Linked DNA regions of Arachis hypogaea: region 1 is linked to region 2. Evidence: chromatin contacts called from public Hi-C data. All regions are on one chromosome and are shown on one strand. The core of a region is the stretch at or near the end of the contact, and the rest is flanking DNA. Distances in the headings are between cores, read along the strand shown.

Region 1 (3,843 bases), core at 766-3,265, 82 kb after region 2:
ACATCACATCAACAATAACAGAATAATGGAGGAATTCTATTAAATTTTTCTGAGTATTTTTTTGGTGTAAAGATAGTCCTCTGTTAAACGAGCGAATTAGTTTTTTTTGTCAGTGTCAGTTTGTTTGTTCATCCCATAACAAAAAAAAATAATAACAATAATAAATAAATTTAATTTACCTGATCACTTTTGATAATAGGTTAACTTTTAAAGAGTGCTGCACTCCCTACTTTACCCGGAGTGCACTAGCTTTCGCCAACTTTCTGCTATTGATTTCTGTTCAAATATGTTAGTGGAGCACGAAATTTGTTTGGATTAGGAATATGAAGCAACTTGATTGTTGGAACAATTAGTTTGCTGACGGAAAATCTTTGAAATTTTCTCTCTCTACACTTAACCTTTGAAGTTCTCGTTGGCGTCATTTAGCCAGTCAAACTTGGCTACCATGAGAGGTGGCTTTGTGAGGGAGGAGCAGCCCGACCCCATGGACCTAGGAAAGAAAGAAGAATAGAAGGAGAACTGCTACGCCCAAATAGCAAAAAAGTAAGAAAGTCCTCTAGAGAACAAAAATTCACAAGGGAGGAAGCTTTAGCCCAAAGGATGGAAGAATGGATAGAAGGTGAAACTGTACAAGAAAATGCAGTAGAGGTGATTATAGAAGAGGCTAACAAAAGTGGCAAAGAAGATGAAATAGGATGGACCTCCAAGAACTAGTCATTTGCCCAAGTGGTAAAGACAAAAAAGTCAAAAAAGAATTAGAGCCAACATGCAAATGCCACTAAATTTATGGAAAAGAATAGCGAGGATGATCAGGAAGAGGAAGTGCATGAAGTCTTCGTAGAAAAAATTGCTGAAGGGCTTTTCAATTTGGTCATCAGAGATGATGTTAAAGCTGAGCTAAAAAAAAGATTGATGGGACTCTTTGATAGTTAAGCTGTTAGGCAGAAAGATCTGTCTACTTGCTTTAAAAAGGAGATTGGAGGTAATGTGAACTAAAATGGAAAGCATTGATGTGATAGACATAGGAAATGATTTCTTCCTTGTTCGTTTCATAATTTTAAATATCTCGATTTCACACTTATGGAAGTCCCCTGGAAGATTTTGGATCATTACCTAGCCATTCAGCTATGAAAACCTGATTTTCAATCCTTATAGAAACCATTGCATCTTGGATCAGACCACCAGGCCTTGCAATTGAATACTACAATAGTATGATATTGAAAAAATTGGTAACATTGTTGAGAGAACCCTTAAGGTTGACACAAATACATTTCAAATCTCCAATGGTAAATTCGTAAGGATTTGCATTGAAGTGGACTTGTAGAAACCGCTTGTATCTAAATACCTCATTAATGGGGTACTTCATACTGTGGAATTTGAAATGATACATCAAGTATACTTTGCTTGTGGTAGAGTTGGGCATAAAAAGAATGATTGTCCACAATTAAAGAAAGCTGTAGTGAACCAAGGAAGTATGGTGGAAAATGAGAGAACGGAAGAGCCATTAAGGGAGGAAAATGCTGCTAACGGTGAAAAGAACGTGCTGGAGAAGGAGAATGGTAAAAGATTAATTGTGGAAACATAGTTGTACAACGTACAACACGTGACAAAAAGAATAATAAAACTGGCAAAGGTACAAGTAGTCGGGCGTCCGAAAAAGGGAAAGAGCAGAGGATCGTGGAGACAACAACATTTTCTCTAGGTTTGCTGCGCTATAAAATGATGAGGTTAATTTCTATTCAAATTATTGAAAAAGTACAAAGGTGATAAAAAGCAAGTAATCAAAGCTAGGCCACAAGGGGATAAATTTAAAGCCCAAAAAAGAGAAAAGACAAATGACACAAAAGGTAAACAAACATAGAGCCTTTCCTACAGAACCCAAAGCCAAAATCAGTCCACTAATAATAAAAAAATGTGCCAAACAAACCTAGCCTTAACCCATCTAGGTTTGTCACCACTAAAGTCCAAGAAGGAAACAAAACTTTTACAAGCAACCAGCAACAATAGCCTGACCCACAATAGCAACAGAAGTAACAATCTATCTCACCTTTCCATAACCATCGCACACCCAAACCCTTCCAATATCGATAACACCCTGAACCAGAACATGCAAATTTATCCCCAATCTCATCATTTCAAAGAGAATTAGACTGCAATGAAAAATGATACCCCTTCACAGATGTTACAGGTGGTGGAATCAGTCTTGGACGAAATGAATTTGGACAAACCGCCTAATTTAGCCCCCCAAGTTTTGAATCCTTGGAATCAAAGGTTCTGATATAGCTTATGGACAAATTTGAAAAAGAAAATAGAGGCAATGAAGCCATGATTCTGGGAAACCGCAACGAGATAGGGGATGAGATGCAGTCCAGTGATGGGACTTGCCCCTCTCTTGGTCAGGTACTCTGATGAGCTTTGAATGTGTGGTATTCTGCTATTTTTTATTTTGTTTTAATCTCCTATCTATATGAAGATTCTTTCCTGGAATATCAGAAAGTTGCGAATAAGTTTACAATTCACACACTCAAAGAGATTGTTAGCTAGCATAGGCCCGGCATTACTGTGTTAGTTGAAACCAAATGTAGTAGAGATACTGCCAATAGAGTTATCAAAGAAATGGGGTTCATGTATAACATTCTGAAAATGGCGATTGGCTTCGTGGGTGGAATATGGGTATTATGGAATAATGATGGCCTGAGATTGAGGGTTGATATTTCTCACCAACAGTTTATTCACCTAGAGGTTAAAGACTTGAAGAAAAGAGTGTGGTACTTGACAGCAATATATGCCAACCCTCATCCCCAATAGAGGCACATCTTATAGGAAGCTTTGAAAGATATAGCTAGAGATGTAAGGAAGGAATGGATGTTGATTGGTGACTTCAATGATATCATAGAAGAGATAGAGAAAAAAGGAGGAGCGCCTATTGATAGCACAACTTGTAACTAGTTTAGAGGATAGATTGAGGAGTACTGTTTAATTGATCTGGGATTTATAGGCTCCAAGTTTACCTGGATTGATGGTATTAGAGAAGGCAGAGAAAAGACCTTTAAGAGACTAGACCGTGCCTTAGCAAATTCATCATGGAGGCTGACCTTTTCAGATGTGATTGTGAATGTTCTCCCAAGAGTGAATTCTGACCACCACCCCTTTTTAGTAGATCTTAAACCAAGGAGATTTGATAGAGATAAAAATCTATTTCGTTTTGAAGTGATGTGGCTAACTCACCCAGATTTTGCAGATTTCATACAACATTGTTGGAGAAATAATTATCAATTATGAGAGCACTAGAATCAATTAGAGGCAACCTTAAAACTTGGAACATTGAGGGGTTTGGGCATGTAATGAAGAAGAAAATAAGAATCCTCAACTGCCTTTAAGGAATTCAAAATGCGGTATCCTATAGCAATAACATGTTTCTCCAGGATTTGAAGAGTTGAAACATGAATTGGAGACTATCTTGAACCGTGAAAAAATTTTTTGTTACAAAAATCTCGATAACAGTGGATTGTAGAGGGGGAATAGAAATACGAGGTACTATCATACAAAAATTATTATTATAAGAAGGAAAAATAGAATTATCAAGTTGAGAAGGCAAGATGGCAGCTTGTGTGAGAATAGTAAAGAGTTGATGGAATTTATCTGGAACTTCTACAAGGACCTGTATAAAGAAAATGATGTGAATAGGGCGCCCCTAAACACCAATTGTAAATTTTACATAATAAAAGAACATGTTAACACTAGTATATATTAAGTGCTCCTGGCTTTGATGTCATTAAAACTTCCCCTTTCAACATAGGCTCTATGAAAGCTCCAGGTGAAGACGATTTTTCAGCCTTGTTT
Region 2 (4,017 bases), core at 1,335-3,834:
CCCCCCACTCCCCTTCCTCACGTCTCTCTCTTTCTGGTCATCATCATCATCATCAACAGATTTCATCAACAATAATAAATTTAATCAAAAATCCAGAAATTCAAATTTCAGCAACAACAAATTTCATGAAAAATTCAGAAATTCAAATTTCAGCAACAAATTTCACAAAAAATTCAGTTCACAGAAGAAGAAGAAGAAAAAGAAGAAGCAGCGACGGTGCGGAAGGTCGTGCGGTGGTGCGGTGGTGCGGTGCGACAGGACGGCAAAGCGGCAGGGCAGGAAGACGGTCCCCCTTCTCTACCCCCTCCTCCCCCCTTTTTTTCTCGCGCCCCCCTTTCTTTCTCTTCCCACCCCCTTTTCTTCTTTTTTTATTTATTTTATATTTATTTTATAATTTTTTAATAATGAAGGGTAATTTGGTTAAAAAAACAAAATTGAAGTAGAGAATGACGATTTTATAACGTTTTGTAACATTGAGGATGATTTTAATAAGAAAAAAAGGTCGGATATGATTTTAATTTTAATTCCAGACCTTGAGGACGAAAAAAATACTTATTACTAAAAAACAACAACCTCCATCTCTGTTCAATATTAAATAAATTTTTAAACTTAAATATGTTTTTAAATATTAATTTATTGATTTACATATTACTAAATCACATGTACATAATTCCTGACCATTCAAATAAACTTGAAACATAAAAGTATATTATTTTTCACATTTTTATAACTTAATTTTCTACACCTGATATATCAAAAAATACTAAACAAACTATAAATTATAAAATCAATATCCATAAAAAAATTAAAATCAAATTTTAAATATTAATATATTAATACCAACTATTAAATAAAAATGAATAGAATAATTTAAATTCATATAAGAATTAGTGACCTGCTCTTCATTCATATAACCGACTATGTGTCTATCTTCATTGAGTTGACTAATGTAAAAATCCTATGATTCTCATGGGTGCTGAGCATTATCTGTCATAATTGCTTTTCTTCTTTTACTTTCTTCTTTCAACCTTTTCACTCACTCCTTCAACCCTTTCACTATCATAGATGGTAAGAGAAATTTAACGCATTGTCACAGGCGAAGGGAGCGTTTATAAAGACTTGATTTCATGTCCTTTTTGCAGGCTTGTAGTGCGAAAATGAAATTCAAATTTTACCTTCATTTTTTCGCTGTGTACTTTTGCGATAATAGGAGAGGATTCTGCCGTGTCTTTGCAGGCCTCTATTACGGAAATAAAAGATCTTGTTTTACATTTAATTCGAAAATATAACTAAATGCACATAAAAAAAAAAAATCTTATGTTCATTTTATATTTATGCAAAAACACAACTAAATACAAAAAATGATATAATTTTTGTATCTACATTTAAAAGTAGTAAATAATTAATTTTTTAATTTAAAAATAAAAAAAACGCATATACATGCATACATAACCAAAAGAAGGAGCAATGAGAGAAGGTGAGAGCAGGGGAGGGCCCTTAAGGGAAAAATACAGTGAGGTCGTTGGTAATGTCAACAGAAGAGATAAGGAAAGAGTGAGGAAGGATTTGTATCTGGTGTTAAGGAGGAAAATAATCTTGGAAGAGTAGCTAAGCCTCTGAGAGTGTCGTTTAGAGACAAAGTGGGGGTGGGGTGGCCAGGGGGGAGGGCGAGAAAATAGTTGCGTCCTTTGCTTTGGCAGGGACGTTAAGCGGGGTTAAAATAGCTATTGTGAAAGGGAAGTTATGCCACCATGTGTAACTTTTACTGAGGAGGCAAGGAATGCTCTAGCACAACCTTACAGAAATGATATTGTGATCAAGATATTGGATAAGTATTATAGTTGTTAGAAAGATAAGAAAGTAGAAAAAAAGATTTGTGTGTATTCAAGTTGTTTATTCAAGTTATCTAAAATAATACAATATAAAAGAGTATTTATAGGTACTAAGAGAATTATAATAATAAAGACGTAATCTCGTATAATGAATATTCAGATACAATATAAAAGAGTATTTATAAGTACTAAGAGAATTGTAATAATAAAGACGTATTCTCGTATAATGAATCTGAATATACTAAATAATACTAATTGATTCTAATTACATGGCGCTAATCCATAAACTCAGTTCTGTTTGGCGTACAAAGGGCGGTTATGATCTATTGGACGTAGGTTACGACTACTTCCTTGTGAAATTTAATTCAATAGAGGATAGAGTGAGAGTTATGCTAAGAGGCCCATGATTGATTGATAAGAACTCTGTTGCGGTGAAGTCTTGGACACAAGATTGGTTCAACGTTAGTGTGAAATTGAATCGCGAGGCTGCTTATTTGATGCTATCAAGAAGAGAATATGATGTGTATTGTAGAAGCAGTTGGAAAGCCCCGAAAAGATCAGCTGGGCAGAAGAGGAGAATTGGCTGTGAATTAGAAGCTTCGTGTCCCAAAAAAATACAAATTCTTGATATGACTCTGTCTTCACAACGTTATTCCTTCAGCAAATTTCAGATATAGTCGTGGTTTAGCTACTTGTAATATATGTCATAGATGTAACACTGTTCCTAAAACTCTTTTGCATTATACTCTCAGAAATTGTCCCAAGGCTAATATAATTTGGATTGCTTTAGGTCTCACTATAGCAAATATTAACCTATCCTTTTGGTTAAAGAACAGCTGCAAGTATGGTAATTTCTTTATCTTCTTCTCGGCTTTTTAGTGGATTTGGCGTGATAGGAATAATAAGCTTTTTAACTTTGAAGATCCTTGGAATGTGGGTAGGTGATTAGTTTGATTAGAGGGCCAACTAGGGAGTTGCATACTATTTGTACCAAGCATCATTTCTTAAGTCCTGCCTCTCTGTGGCTATTTTGGGTACCTCCCTCTATTAATGCTATTAAAATTAATTGTGAGGCTAGTCTTTGTAGTTAAAATGGTACTGCTCGTTTTGGTTGTATTATTTAAAATTCTGATAGATGTTGATTGAAGAGTTGTGATGATTTCATTATAACTGACAGTGTTCTTTAGGCTAAATTTTATGCTATTTAGAGGAGACTTGATGATGCTATGCAAGAGTGAAATTTGGTACACAAAGTCCAAGATATCTTGACATGTAACTGAAGAGCGAATATTTCTTTAATCTAGAGATCAGCCAATAGTGCGACTAACCTCATAACTAATTTTTTTTTATTAAGTATAGAATATTATGTGGAATACCTACAAACTCTAGTACTCTACTATGTGATTTGGCGTGTTTTTTTTGTTTATTTTTTCTTTTATCTTTAGTCACAGAAAAAATAACCAAAAGAAGAAAAGGAGAAACCTCGCATTCTGAAAATGGAGCTCATGCAAGATATATGACCGCTGACATGAAAAAAAAAAAGTAGGAAAGACTTGTGATATTAATTTTTGAATGGAAAAATATAGGTAACAATGAAAATATTAAACAATGTGAATAATAGATATATCAAATGTTTATTTTACTAGGTGTACGGATGGTTATTTTAATATTAAGATTTAGATGGTTAATTTGGAGATGTAGTGTGTTTTTATTTGTTTGGTGGTTGTTCATGTTGTTCAAAATAGTCATGGTTATTTTAATATTAAAATTTAGATGGTTAATTTAGAGGTGTAGTGTGTTTTTATTTATTTGGTGGTTATTCATATTTTTCAAAATAGTCATTGTTTACCTGACACTTCTCTTTTTTTATTTTCATATAGAAAACTCTTCATGTTCGTTCCCTCCAAAATTCCAAATTGCAAATCTCATAATTAATTGAGATAGGCTTCTACTACTAATGTCTCTTAGCTAAATTCAACTGAAAAAAAAATATACACACTCAAAGCAACTTTTTTTTTTCAGTAGTTAAGTTTTCAATACCGTAATAATATATTTTCCTTCCTCTAATGAAAAGCGACGTGAAATATTGCCTAAGAATATGATCGCACCTATAATAATGATCATGATGCTAAGCTTCCTTATCATTAGGTTAGACTTGGTTATCTCGTATAATTGAAATATATTC

What was found. Hi-C and Micro-C count contacts between places; a contact is called where the count stands out from the background.
Region 1: a Hi-C map of leaf shows a contact between it and region 2, with 2.7 times the contacts expected there. The contact joins the promoter of LOC112706390 here to the enhancer-like site in region 2. A contact is called at or near these places in 2 of 8 Hi-C or Micro-C datasets (leaf and an unstated tissue).

What each region holds. Positions count from the first base shown.
Region 1 is chr8:17,252,534-17,256,376 of arahy.Tifrunner.gnm2.J5K5, forward strand. It overlaps LOC112706390 (endo-1,4-beta-xylanase 1), which reads left to right and starts at 2,016. Exons shown (of 7, transcript XM_025757682.3): 1 at 2,016-2,400. The coding sequence starts at 2,287.
Region 2 is chr8:17,170,182-17,174,198 of arahy.Tifrunner.gnm2.J5K5, forward strand. No RefSeq gene overlaps it. Among protein-coding and RNA genes, the nearest start is that of LOC112706384, 8.6 kb to the right of the region's middle. Within about 2 kb of position 2,585, at least 1 of the 3 cell types and tissues checked has open chromatin away from gene starts, as enhancers often do.